Linked DNA regions of Pelodiscus sinensis: region 2 is linked to region 1. A link is a contact called in public Hi-C data. All regions are on one chromosome and are shown on one strand. Each heading gives the region's core, a stretch centred on a gene start, on an enhancer-like site or on the middle of the called end of the contact. The rest is flanking DNA. Distances are from core to core; before and after follow the strand shown.

Region 1 (7,031 bases), core at 3,218-5,717:
CATCAAAAACTTTTCCTCTCCCCCTCTTCCCAATCTACATATATATGGTGTTTTTAAGCCACCATTGTGTCCTGATCATGGTATGCTAGGATCTAAAGAGATCTGCCATAATTTAGACAGTGTTGGGGGCCTGTCTAAATTAGCCTTGGGAGGCAATTGTATCTCCTTATGAGAGTCTTCCACAGAATCAATGCTGGATGAAGCCTTCCCCACCAGCAGCTTTAGGGCCTATTTATATGATGTGGCTCTTCTAACCACTGTAGAGAGAAGACAAGAATCTTACAGTGTAAGTGTTCATGATGCATATTCCCCCCCCCCCCCCCCCAATGTTTTTGTGGCCAATATACACAAGGAAAAACAGTGTATAAAGATAATTTTGACTGAGTTTTTCTATGCCATGTAGGGAGGGCAACCCTGATATATTGAAGTCCAACTTCAAAATGAATCACTGAGCAATACAAGTTTTACAGAATACAAAGAACATACTCTTTGTCTTGTACTAGGCTCTTATCAAGACGAATATTTGCTTGATGAGTCTCCTCTGTGTGACCCTCAGCTACAGAGGAAATTAAGAATGCAGACACTAGGCAGAATAGCAAATATGTGCTCAACATCCTTGTGGCCATCATGATCTCCTAGCAAGTGAAAAATACATATATTAATACATATGATAAATACATTCAATGAAATGCAATGTTTTCAATGTAATAAGCACAGTGGAAATATGAAGTCTCCATTAAATTGTAGGATGCAAAAATTTTCAGATTCCCAACTTGAAAATGTAGTATGTGCTGTGCAGCTGCTAATCTTTCTGGAGAACAAATCCACAATAAATTACTTGACTCTGTAAATATTGTCTAGTCCAGGGCTACTCAACACATGGCCAACGGGCCGCATGAGGCCCGTGGTGCGGTTTGGGTTTACGCAGGGCTGAACACGCAGCCCATGGGCAGGATTCTTTGAACATGGCCTCCACAGGGAACATGCTCCACAACAGTGAGGTGTCTCCCAGATGGGGTGAGCACTTAAAGGCGCAAGCAGATGGCTGGCTGGAACAGAGGCATAGAGGGTATTGGTGCTTCTAGCCCCCTGGGAGAAGCTGCCAGGAGTGCTGGGATAGCACTTTGTATTCATGCCCATCAATGTGAAAGAAGCTATTTGCATGTATATGCAACCATACTTAAGTTGTGGCCCTTAGAATGTGCTGAGAGTATCATTGTGGCCTCCCAGAGCTTCCAAAGTTGAGTAGCCCTGTTTTAGTCAAATAGTCATAGCAACTTCACTTAGATGCATTTTACAGTATTTTCCTTAAAAAAAAAAAAAAATAATAATAATTAAACTTACAGACCTTCCTAGTCCAACTAGGTAGCCTCCCTTAGATGTAAATGAAAGTGGGGCATGACATCATAAGCACTACTGGAAATATTTAAAAAACAAAACAGCAGTGGAAATGCTCAGATACCAGTTTAATGCAGAACATTCTTTCTTTATAGAAGTCCTAGTTTTAATGATAGAATTGTGATAGTCGAAGCTAAGTTTCATTAAGCTACGTTGATGAATCTTCTTAATCAACAGTGCATTATAAAATTGTTCAGAGTTTATATATTATTGCAGTCTTTGTTTCAATTATTTTGTGGCTCTGTCCAATGACAAAGTGGCTATTTTGAACGTGTAGTGCCACTACCCAAACAAGGCTTATGTTTCTGATATTTTGCGACAAAACATAAGTAATCAGTGTATAAAAATGGTACACTATTTAGACTCTTGGCATTCAATGTTCCTCTCTCATGAAAAGGGTATAAATCACTAAAGTCATAACTAATGGAAGTTAACATAGGTGAAAATAGAGCACAAATGCATTCTATCACATAATCCTAATTAACACAGAATAGTGTTAAGTCAAGTTATAAAAATGAACACTACCATGAAACAATACTGATCTCCTTTTGCAGAAGTTTCCCTGAAGAGTTAATGCCTAATAACAAATCAGGTCTAAAACAGAAATGTTTGCTATTCCACTTGTTTGTCAGAAGATTTAACACCACTTGAAATGTGATAGTAGCAGGTCACCCTGTAAATCCAGAAATACAAATACTAGTGTCAGCTTTCACAACTCTATGGACTATTGCCAGGAGGCTATACAGAGTTTGCATAACTTATGAAAATATTAGGTTTATTAGCTACGCATTTTAAATGGATCAAATATTTTCCACAACTACCTTCCGAACTACCTTCTTTGTCTTTGATAACAGGAAAAAAAAGAAAGCAGGGGAAAAAGAAACTTTTCCTACCAGGACACTAAAATAGTCACTGTACTTGCTCAGTGAAAGTTGAACTGAACCCATTTATTTTAGAACAAATCCCACAAGCCTGAAGACTGCAATTTACTAACTACTTTGGTGCAATTCCTTAAATGGCATGGTACTCATTTACAAAGCAAGACACCACTCCAGTAGTGCCACAGGTACAACAGTATTCTGAAAGAATATTAATACATGATATAGCACAGCAGCAAATCAGTTAGTGAATTTTGTTTGGACTGAAAAAGTTACAGATTGGAAAGGCAACATGGTCAGTACTTTGTCTATATAAGAGAGTTGCACTGGTTTATTTTAAAGCTGTTTTTAACTAAGGCTGTGTCTATATTGGCGCGATCTCACGCAAAAGCGGCTGCTCTTGCGCAAAAACTTGCTGCCTGTCTACACTGGTCGCGAGTTCTTGCGCAAGTACACTGACATTCTAATGTATTAAATCAGTGCTTCTTGTGCAAGAACTCTGATGCTCCTGCTCGGGGATAAGCCCTCTTGCGCAACTGTTCTTGCGCAAGAGGCCAGTGTAGACAGGCAACAAATTTCTTGCACAAGAAAGCCCTATGGTTAAAATGGCCATCAGAGCTTTCTTGCACAAGAGAGCATCTACACTGGCATGGATGCTCTTGCGCAAACGCACATACCAGTGTAGATGCTCTCTTCTGGAAGAGTTTTTGCACAAGAACCCTTCTGCAAAAGAGTTCTTGTGCAAGATCATGCCAGTGTAGACATAGCCTAAGAAATTAAGGCTATAACTACCCCAGCACTTTGCCCATAACACATGTCACTCAGGAGTGGGGGAAAAAAAACCACCAACTGCTCCCTCTCCCTGCCCTGACATAAGTTATACCAACAGAATTGATAGTGCAGACAGCTGTCAGCAGGAGATGCTCGCCCCCCCCTTTCCCCATGAGCAGTGGTAGCTATATACTCATATACCCAATATGGATTTGCACCAGTGTAAGGTGTAACAACTTAAATTCACACCTTCTCTTGTATACTGGTGCAATTTATAGTGATGCAAATTATTACTTAGGATATGAGTGACTGATTTCTGTCACTCAGGAACAGCTTAACCGAAATAAATCATTTTATACTGAAATAAGAGTGCCCATAAAGCCTTTCAGAATGGTCTAACTATATAGGCTTTAAAAAAAACCCACCTTAGACAAGATGTAAGATCCAGGAATTCCTGAATTCTACTGTTCTCTGACACTAATTCACTACATGCTAGGAGCAATTTTCAAACCCTCTCTGCAATAATTTCCCCTGTTGTCAATTAGGGATAAGAGAAGGCCACGTTTTCTGCAGACATAACTCCCCTGATTTGAAATTCACTTCCACCAGCAGAGAATTTTAAGAAGAGTCCTGAACATCAGCTCCTGATAATCTGCAAGGTAGATGCCCAGTTACAACAGTTTAGTTTAAAACGTACTTGACATCCAGCCCTTCACTGGGATGAGCTGAAGGTTTGTAAAACAATAACAAGCACCACAGCCTCCCCACCCAGCCGCTGTGCAACTGACGAGCGATTAGCAGGGAAAGAGACTGGAAGGCAGGAGAGCGGTGACTGCAGGGTCATTAGGTTCAGTTAATTGCCTGCGCCCGCTGCCCGTTTCCATCTACGTGTTACTGCAGCCCTGCTCGGCTACCGGACACCCCTCAAACAGCCCCCACGCCAGGGCCCTGAGCCCCCACCTACCGGCCCCGCTGCCGCGCGCCTCACGCGACCGGGTCTCCCCGCGATTACGCCGGCTCTGCCAAGGAGCCGGACTGGCTCTGCGTGACAGCGCCCGGTGTGGCGGGGCGCGCGGGACCGTAGCCCCCGCCGCCGGCCGCAAACCCATCGCAGCCGAGCTCAGCGCGGCCGGGGCGCGTCTCCGAGCGCGGGGGAGGTGCCGACTCGCCCCGCCCGCGACGCTCCGCAATGTGAGGCGCGGCCCGAACTCACCGGCTGCGTAGCCGACAACGTCCCGGGGCACAGCACCGGGGCACAGGCAGGTGCGCAAGGGAGTAGACCCAGCCGGCCACCGTCCCCAGGCGCATCTTTGACCCGACGCACGCTCGCGTCCTGCCACGCCCCCTCCCGCTCATTGGCTTTCGCCAGCCAGAGCTGGGAGAACGTCAAGGCTCCTGGACATTCCACGTGTAACGAAAATGAAGGGACAGGTGGGGGTGGGGGCGGGAGTGTGTCAGGTGACCAGCATGAAACGCTCCTTCCATGTGCCCCGCCTCCTCCGTGACTCCTGCCCCCATCGGCCTCTGCCTCTCGCTGCACCGCCCCCGGCAATGCGTCGGTGGTCAAGTGGGCGGGGCTTGGAGCTCACCCAGGAGGGGAGTCCTGTAAGAGCCTCCTCTCCCATGGTTTCCAAATAGACCTGCCCTGAGCCTGTTCCAGGCCTCTCCTTGGCCCCTCCCCCCACAAAATGCATCCCAGGCAGCAAGGTCCACAGCTGAGGTGTGGGGGCGTGGCTCTGCGTCCCGGAAGGGGCGGGGCCTCGGACGGAAGGGGCGGGGCGGAGACAGTCAGGCCTAGCGCTGCCTGGAGCGCGACACGCCCGGCCACTTGAAAGGGGCCCGGGACAGGAGCAGCGTCCGGCTCGCTCAGCTGCTGCGCCAGCGCCCACGAGTCGGGCGGGGGCTTCCCTGCGCGTGGCCCTGGTTGAACAAGTGCCTTGGTCGAGGCCGCTGTCCCGGTTCTGTAGCGCGGCGGGTGGAGGGGGGGGAGCACTAGGTTTGGGGGCAATTTTCAACTCTCGTGCGGAATTTTTCTCCCTCACACTTTGTGTGTGTTTGCACGTGGGGGAGGGGGCTTGTTTATGTCATTGGTTCTAGAAACGCCTCCTCCTCCGCATGGCAGCTCAGGAGTGTGTTTAGCAAGCACTTTGGTTTGCTTCTGTTCTGACCCCAATGTTATTTGCTTTCTTATACCAGTATTTTAATAGTGATAGAAATGTAGCCCTGTTAGTCTGGTGTAGCTGAAACAAAATACAGGACTATGTAGCACTTTAAAGACTAACAAGATGGTTTAGTAGGCGATGAGCTTTTGTGGGAGTGGGTCTGGCCCAGGAAAGCTCATCACTTAATAACCATCTTGTTAGTCTTTAAAGTGCTACATAGTCCTGTTTTTTGTTTCAGTATCTTAATAGCCTTTCTATGCCCCTGTGTTTACATTGTACCAGTCCACTCCCTGTCTCTTCTAGGAATGTTGCCTATCTCAAGAAATCTGTACAGTCATTTTGCTTTTGTAAACATTCATCACATTGTTATTAGGCCAGCTTTATTGACTAGTGCTCATTAATGAGCCAGATATAGTAATGAGGAAAAATCAGATCTAACATATAGCTTTCAAGGCTGCCCTGTCTCAAGAGTATTAGTGCTCTCTCTGGGGCAGACTGTTAGGAAAAGGGTCCAACCTCCACTTTAATTTGGAATGCTGATACTTAGATTTTGTTTCACCACTTATCAAGTGTAAATTCCTCAGGCACTATAATAGTCCTAACATGCAGTCAGTCTGTGGTGTACTCAGATTAGTCTTGCCACCCAAATAAGCATGCCTTAGTGATAGATGGTCCCTTACCAAAGATCACAGCAATATTTAGCCATTCATCTGAAGAAGTGGGTTGTGCTATCAAAAGCTCATGTTACCATCTACCTGTTTTAGTAGTATCTAAGGTGCTGCAATACTATTAATCTGTAACTGGAAAAACTTAAAAAAACCAACAAACTCAGCTACCCCCTGGGGTAATATTTAGGTTTCTCCACAGCCCAAAGGATCAATCACTTATCCACTGGCAGATGTACTTTAGTTCTCATACCAAAATGCTTACATCCAGTCCTATTATATGCTATGTAGAGATCAGGGCTGTACCTTGGAGGATGTGAGGCCTAACCCTAACCCTAACCCCCCATTTGCCCCTTCATATTTTGGGACAGGAAAGAGTAAACATAGTTTTTTGTCCTCTTTAATGTTCCACGCTATTCCATCTGTTGTTGATGGGCCTTTCTTGTTGGCCAGAATATAACATCTTCTGTGGGATATCAGCACTTCATACTAGTTAATGTCACTTTTCTGGCTGGTGATCTAAGGGGTTACCAAACAAATGCTGAAATATTACTTTATACCTTATAGTGAATATTACTTTATACCTTATAGTGCAGCAACTTACAAGCATCACATAAAGTCAAAACACATTCTTAGAATTCTAATTCCTGTTTTACTAATACTAACACACAGCTGAGTCAAACTCATTCCAGCTATGTATAAATCATTCAGTGGAGACATGGGGACCTTCATGAGAGCTGGGATATGAGTGTCAGAGAACGAAGGCAAAGGAAGGCATTGCCTACCCAAACAGACATGGTGGCCTTGCCTACACTCTGCCTTATGTCAGGCTTCTTCCTGTGTACAGCAGGCTGCTCTAGGCCCAGCACTGAGGCTGGTGGCCACCCGGTGCTCCAAGACCAGGAAAGCTGGGGCTATGGAATCACCCAACTCGGGAGGGGGGTAGAGACTGCTCTGCCTGGCAACCTGCCACTCTGGGATGTGGAACATGCTAGACTTGGGCAGGAGCCAGGAAGGAACCAGCCAGCAGACACAATGGTGGGTGGGAGCTGCGCAGGGCCATCCCAAGAGGAACATGGGGCCTGGAGCAACCCCTCCTCCCAGTGCCCTAGGCATGGTGCCCAGCTCAACCCTTCTGCAGATCCCACCCCTTCACT
Region 2 (7,031 bases), core at 1,287-3,786, 200 kb before region 1:
CATGTGTTAACTGCAGAGGAGACCAAACTTTTGAACATAATGCTGGCTTAGGCATGATCTTGCAGTGACATGTGTGCACGTAGACTTCTGCATTCAGAGTCTCACTGATTTCTGCGAGCGTGGAGCTTATCAGAGTAATGGTGGGCATCCCATGACCTGCATACATCCATTAAGGTTCTATGTGTGACCCACAAGACATTTTGTTTACTGTTACCCAGGTGCAGTGTTGCCACACTCTGGTTTCCATCTGCATAGCTTTTCCTATTGGTATTACTAAATGAGAAGTAAAGCAAAGGGTATGTGAAATGATGTGTGCGCTGACTGCTGACTGAACACAACACTGACTATGAGAATCATGCACTCCCTCCACAGCCAAAATACTGCTATGGTTCAATTAGCGTAACCCAAAAGTTTTATGCACACAAGAACAGCTAGCAAAGCTACCCTATCCCAGGAATGACAGTCTTGATTACGACAATTTTGCAGCCCATGTAAATGAAAGAGAGCCACTCATACTGTCTGCTCACTAGCATAGTTTGCTCATCACTGAATTGGAGGATGATGGTTTTAGGCTATAAGCCACCAGCTCTTGAAAAGACACTAAAGATATAATACAACCAGCACTCCTGGGTTTGCTGGAAATGTCAAAGGTAGAAAGAGACCAGTTGGAGTGGAATTGGCAGCATCAGGACTGTTAGATCCTTTCCCTGGCTCTGGGAGAAGAATGTGGTCCAGTAATGCTCCCCTCTGAAAAACTTCAATGGAAAAGAAAGTTTTAACACTGATAAAAATACTGGAAAACTCATTTCAAAAGGTAATACACACTTACTCCACTCATTTACAAAGGTGAAGATTTGACAACCATGCATTTGACTGTACTTTGTCCTTTTACTTTCCTAGTTGACTTCTTCAGGAAAAAGATAGTCAACCCTTCCTCAAAGCTATTAGCATTAAGTTAATTATACAAATTCTTACCTTGTGAGCAAGTGAAATTCTCTTAGAAGACGGATTTGGTTTAAGTATTATATACAATATTATATTTACAGTAGTTACACATATAGAACAGATGCACAGCCAGATAAGGTGTGTTCCCAAAACTGAGAAGTTCTCCAAAAAGAGAGGTGGAACAATAGTTGTTAAGATAATGGAAAATACACAAATGATGTGGGCAAACAGCAGTCTCTTTATTTCTGTATCTTTCATGGTGTTTTATCTTGAATAGTGCACCTACAATAAAGCAAATGACATTCCTGTAGTTAATTTCTGAAAAATTTAAGAGGGAGGGTAAACTTAAAAAAAAAAAAAAAAACGTTGAAAAAGATAAATTGTGTGCTACTTTAAAACAGAAAACCTAGGAGCAACCATGATGTTTCATTCCAATTTTTTTTTTTTCAGATATTGTACTGCATTTTGTGATTGGCAGTGAATTGTGATGTTTTCTGCTAAAACATCTGATTCACTGGCTTTGCTGATGTTTACATTCTCAGGCAGACACAGCCTATACCACAGGCTTTGTGCCATCAGGCAATTTGCAGAGGAGGAAAAAGGTTTGACCTTTGTGCAACATGCCTCAGTCTATGTCTAGACTGCAAGCTTCTTTTGGAAGTTTTTCCAGAAGAGATCTTCTGGAAAAGCTTATTTTGAAAGAGTGCATCCACACAGCAAAAGCACAATGAAAAAGTAATGTGCTTTTTCAAAACATAGCACCCACATTAATTGGATGCTATCTTGCATTTAAGTTGTGATTAATATGGACGGAGTGGCCACCAGGGCACCTGTGTTATTTCCTGGAAGCCTTTTCTTTCAAAAGAACTCCCTCTTCTACGTCTACACATGCATTTTTCTGGAAAAGCTTTTTTGGAAAAAAGCTTCTGCCTCATAGAAAGAGGTTTACCACTGTCAGAAAAGCCCCTCTGTTCTTTCAGCTTTCTGTCGAAAGAAAGTAAAAGCAGTGTGGACGTAAGTATTGTTTTTCCAGAAAAATGGCCATTTTTTCTGGAAAAACGCTGCAGTGTAGACATACCCTCCGATGGCCCGAACCAGGCTGCATCACCAAATGGTTCGCTGGGAGGATCATTGGGTACCCAGAGTGGCACTGATGGGAGTGGCGAGGTGAATGCTGCCCCACGTCCCCCTTGTGACCTGTGACATCGATGCCACAGGAGAAGAAGCCCAGCAAGTACTGGCAGGGGCAGAGGCTTGACTGCTCGGCTGGAAAACGCACCACAGCAAGGAAAGGCAGCGGGCGCTGCCCAGGATGGGATGCTGGGGAGCCCGAGGTGGGGCCGCGTCACGGGAGGGGAGGGGGAGCAGCAGAAAGCGGGGGGAGGAAGACAGTCAGCGGGGGGCGGGCAGCAGCCTGCTGGGAAGGAAGAGCACAGACCGTTTGTCTCTTACCCGAGTCCCTGTCAGCAGACAGTGGGCGGGACTACGCCGAACACGAGGTCAGAGGTCGCGCGGCTCTCGGGCCCCGGCGCTCAACTCCCTGCGTAGCAGGCGGCGCTGCGCGCCTTGCTCAAAGGAGAAGACACAAGGCATGAGAGTGACGGATGGTGGCGACCAGTCAGGCTGCGGGGGACGTACATTGAGCAGCCCCATAGGTTGGCTCCATAGGGAGGCGGGCGAGCGCGGAGGCCGGAAGAGGAAGGGACTGTCCGGAAGTGGCAGTTTGTTTTGGTCTGTCGAGCTGTTGGTGGTCTGCGGCTGCCCGGCGGCGGTTCCAGCTCAGCATGGTCTGCGAGAAGTGTGAGTCCTCGCGGGCGCCGGTCCCTCCCCGCCACTTCGGGCAGCGCCCCGCGCCTGGGCTCCGCCAAGCCGATGCGTGCCTGGAGTCCTCGCCCACCGCCTGAGCCGCGAGACCATCCCCCCTCCCCCCGCCGCAGCTGGGTGCCCAGCGGGGCAGGGGATCCTCTTTCCCCGCCCCCTACCATCTGCGCAAGGGGGGAGGTTGAAGTTCCATGATTATTCATAGAGCCATAGAGCTGGAAGAGACCTCAGAAGGTCAAGTCCGGCCCTTGCTCTAGGCAGGATCAATCCCAACTAAATCAACCCGGCCAGGGCTCTGTCAAGCCGAGACTTAAACACCTCTAGGGATGGAGACTCCACTACTTCCTTAGGTAACCCATTCCAGTGCTTCACCACCCTCCTAGTGAAACAGTTTTTCCTAATATCCAACCTGGACCTCTCCCACCCCAACTTGAGACCATTGCCCCTTGTTCTGCCATCTGTCACTACTGAGAACAGCCTCCCTCCATCTTCTTTGGAACCTCCCTTTAGGAAGTTGAAGGCTGCTATCAAATCCCCCCTCACTCTTCGCTTCTGCAGACTAAACAGACCCAAGTCCCTCAGCCTCTCCTCATAAGTCATATGCTCCAGCCCCCTAATCATTTTGGTTGCCATCCACTGGACCCTCTCCAATGCATCCACATCCTTTTTGTAGTGGGGGGGGGCCCAGAACTGGACACAGTACTCCAGATGCAGCCTCACCAAAGCCGAATAAAGGGGAATGATGACATCTCTGGATCTGCTGGCAATGTTCCTCTTAATGCAACCTAATATGCCATTAGCCTTTTTGTCAGTTAAACACTGTCTGACATCTCTCCTGAGTGCACCAATATGGAGCTCATGTGCAGCACATCTCCTCCGTATTGATGCACATAACATTCATTTTGCACAGGGATGATCTGAAGGCATGTTAAAGTGTGTGTAACTGCCTAACTGCTGAAAATTACACAGTTACACACAGGGCAGCTTTTAAGCTGGCTCCCATCAAGTATAGGCTCCCGCCTGCTGCCCCTGCATCTCTTCCCCCAGTCTCTGGCAACTCCATGCACAGTAGCCCTGAACCCTTGTGAAAGGATTTTTAGGCAGCTGTTTAGCTTAGAGGGAGCTCTGCCAGGATGGGGGCATGATGTATCTCCCTGTTCGGGCTGGGTCTCATCTACACACACACACACACACACACGTGTGTGTGCATGTGCACTCACTCATTCTCCTCCCTCTCACCCACAGCTGGGCGGTCATAACTGAGATGGGCATAGCTATTGGTAAACTGCCTGGGTTTGTGTGGGGTAGCTGTCAATATTCACATCACAGCTTCCTGGCTGCCCCTGCTCTTGTCTCATCTGTATCATTGCCTCTATCAATGAACTAGCATCTTTCACAGGGGATCTATAGGGTCTAAGCAGAGCCTGGCTTCTCATGTGGAGCTGCTAAGCACTGATTCCAGAAATATATATTTAATAACATTTGTATTAATAAGAACCATTTGCTTAGAGGCTTTAATGAAAACTAAGTCTAGTTTTCTTCCCCTGCTGTGTGTTCTGTTACAGGTGAGAAGAAACTTGGCACTGTGATTACACCTGACACATGGAAAGATGGAGCAAGAAATACTACAGGTGTTGCATTCAAAGACTAACTTAATTGAGGAAGACTTTAAGCTTTTATTATGCAAAGAACAATGCCAATAGATGAGCAGCTTCCCCATTTCTGTCCTTCACTTCAGATTCTTTCCTATGATAATTCAGTCTATTGGACTATAATTATTTTGCTCTTCTGTAGTGCAGTTTGTAGAGATGTAAAATTCCATTTAATTGGTTAACTGATTAAATGTTACATGTATCTAATTAATGGATTAAAGGGGGTGGGGGCATTCCCTCAGTCCTCTGCCACAAGCAGGTCACCACAGCCAGAGCAGTCCCCTACCCCCAGTGGGCAGGGAGCTGCTCCAACCCCCACCGGTTAACCTTTCGCATCCCTAGCAGTGTGTATTTCTACTATATCACAATACGAAATAATGAAATGTGGATTAGGTGGTCCTGTTATCCAAATTCAGGGTGCACTATATTCATTTTTCCACCCATTTGCTTTAGGCCACTCATCCTCAACATTTTATTTTCACCCACCATCAGGCTAATAATCCTGGTCATTATTTTATTTGGTCGTTCTGAGATATTAGATACTTTTTATTTTCTGTTGTACTGCTACATATTTAGCAGCTAAATGGACTAGGAATACCAAACTGATAAACAGTAGGTTAACAATGCGGTATTGGTTAGGAATGTTAAAATGTGTGTAATTAAGGGTACATCTAGACTACAGACTTTTGTCGACAGAAGTTTTGTCGACAGATACTGTCGACAAAGCTTCTGTCGACAAAGATCGTCTAGACTACATCCAGTTCTGTTGACAAGCAAGCCGCTTTGTCAACATGACAGTGTAGACGCAAAGGACAGTGTAGATGCAGAACTCTGTCGACAAAAGGCGTTATTCCTCGTAGAATGAGGTTTACAGCCGTCGACAAAACTGGTGAGTTCTGTCGACATTATGTCGACAGAACTCAGCGGCAGTGTAGACGCAGGTATAGTTTTGTTGACAAAAGTCCGCTTTTGTCAACAAAACCCTGTAGTCTAGACACACCCTTAGTAACCACATAAAGTCCTAAAAATTTCAGTGGTTACATGTGGGATGGCTGATGGCTCCCCATGTGTGCCATCTCTCATCTACCACCCTGTGCTGCTGCCTCTGTATCAGAGGTAGTAACACAGGGTGGCAGGCAGCTCCCTGGGAACCAGCCATACCCAGAGCCTACATGTAACCATGAACATTATCCGATGAGAATGGGCTCATCAGTTTACCATTTACGTGGTTTCCCTTTCACATCCTTCGTATTAGTTCGTAATTAAATATGACAGCTTACCCTTTTGGGGGAGGAGGAAAGAGAAGAAAGAACTTCCTGATGGTGAAGGCACAGAACTGGAGTCAGAACACTTAGGTGTTTCTAGCACTGCAACAAAGTTTCTGTCTAATATTGGCCTAGTAACTAAGGCCCCTGGTGTGCAATGAATTCTGTACAGTGCAGTAGTCTACCAACCTACAGCTTTACATGTCAATTCTTTCAAGTCAGGAAAAAGAAACGGACATTTCCCATTTTTTCCTACCTTGACCAATACCAGTATTGAATCTTATTTCTATTTTACATTTAATTTATATATTAAGACCAAAATTCTGGAGATTCTGGAAATGTACAAAATACTGAATATGAATTCTCTAAGAGTTTTATGTTTCCATACACTGTCTCCTGGCAGGCTGATTGAACTTAGTCTTACATTAGTCACAGCTGCTTATGTTCCGTAGATAACTTTTCATTGTTTATAATATATTGCATTTCTGCTATTTAGTGCATATTATATTAGTAATAATATGAGAACGTGGTATGTTCTATTGGATTGTTAAGACCTATAATGTTCCTGGGCTCTTATTTTGAATGAACTTTTTTACTCCTTATTTGATCAAGTCTGGGAGGGGAATATGGGTGTGTGTTTTTTTCTTTAATTTGTTAAATGAGCTTTTTACAAATGACTTTGATTTTAGTCAGTACATTGGTATATCTTTCCTCTATAAAGAAAGTGGCGGACGAAAATTAAATGAAAATAAGGCACTGACTTCAAAGAAAGCAAGGTTGGTATTGCGATTTTTATCTTAATTAAAAATAAAGATCTTATAAATTTTGTACTGGAGCCAAAACTTGTTTCGTGTATTGCTGAGTGCTTTCTAAAACTGGTATACAATTTTCATTTTATTTGTCTTGACAGAATGCAAGCTATTAGAGGCAAGGACCATCCAGTGTTATGACTTTATAAATATTTGTATACAAATGTGCGCATCTTCAGACTTGTAGGCTACGTCTACACTGGCCCCATAAAACGGAAGAGGCATGCAAAGCAGGTAAGTCAGAATAGGGAAATCCGCGGGGGATTTAAATATCCCCCGCGGATTTAAATAAACATGTTCGCCGCTTTTTTTCCGGCTTGGGGAAAAGCCGGAAAAAAGCGTCTAGACTGGCGCGATCCTCCGGAATAAAGCCCTTTTCCGGAGGACCTCTTATTCCTACCTGAAAGTAGGAATACCTGAAAGTACGAATAAGAGATCCTCCGGAAAAGGGCTTTATTCCGGAGGATCGCGCCAGTCTAGACGCTTTTTTCCGGCTTTTCCCCAAGCCGGAAAAAAGCGGCAGACATGTTTATTTAAAT

What was found. Hi-C and Micro-C count contacts between places; a contact is called where the count stands out from the background.
Region 2: a contact with region 1 is called in a Hi-C map of an unstated tissue, with 3 times the contacts expected there. The contact joins the promoter of CRIPT here to the promoter of MCFD2 in region 1. A contact is called at or near these places in 2 of 5 Hi-C or Micro-C datasets (blood and an unstated tissue).

What each region holds. Positions count from the first base shown.
Region 1 is chr3:163,912,343-163,919,373 of ASM4963464v1, reverse strand. MCFD2 (multiple coagulation factor deficiency 2, ER cargo receptor complex subunit) reads right to left here and starts at 4,467. Exons shown (of 5, transcript XM_075925407.1): 1 at 4,261-4,467; 2 at 1,349-1,416; 3 at 487-635. The coding sequence starts at 629.
Region 2 is chr3:164,109,821-164,116,851 of ASM4963464v1, reverse strand. It overlaps CRIPT (CXXC repeat containing interactor of PDZ3 domain), which reads left to right and starts at 2,536. Exons shown (of 5, transcript XM_006125478.4): 1 at 2,536-2,745; 2 at 4,332-4,397; 3 at 6,405-6,459. The coding sequence starts at 2,730. It overlaps PIGF (phosphatidylinositol glycan anchor biosynthesis class F), which reads right to left and starts at 2,534. Exons shown (of 6, transcript XM_006125480.4): 1 at 2,398-2,534; 2 at 976-1,227. The coding sequence starts at 1,203.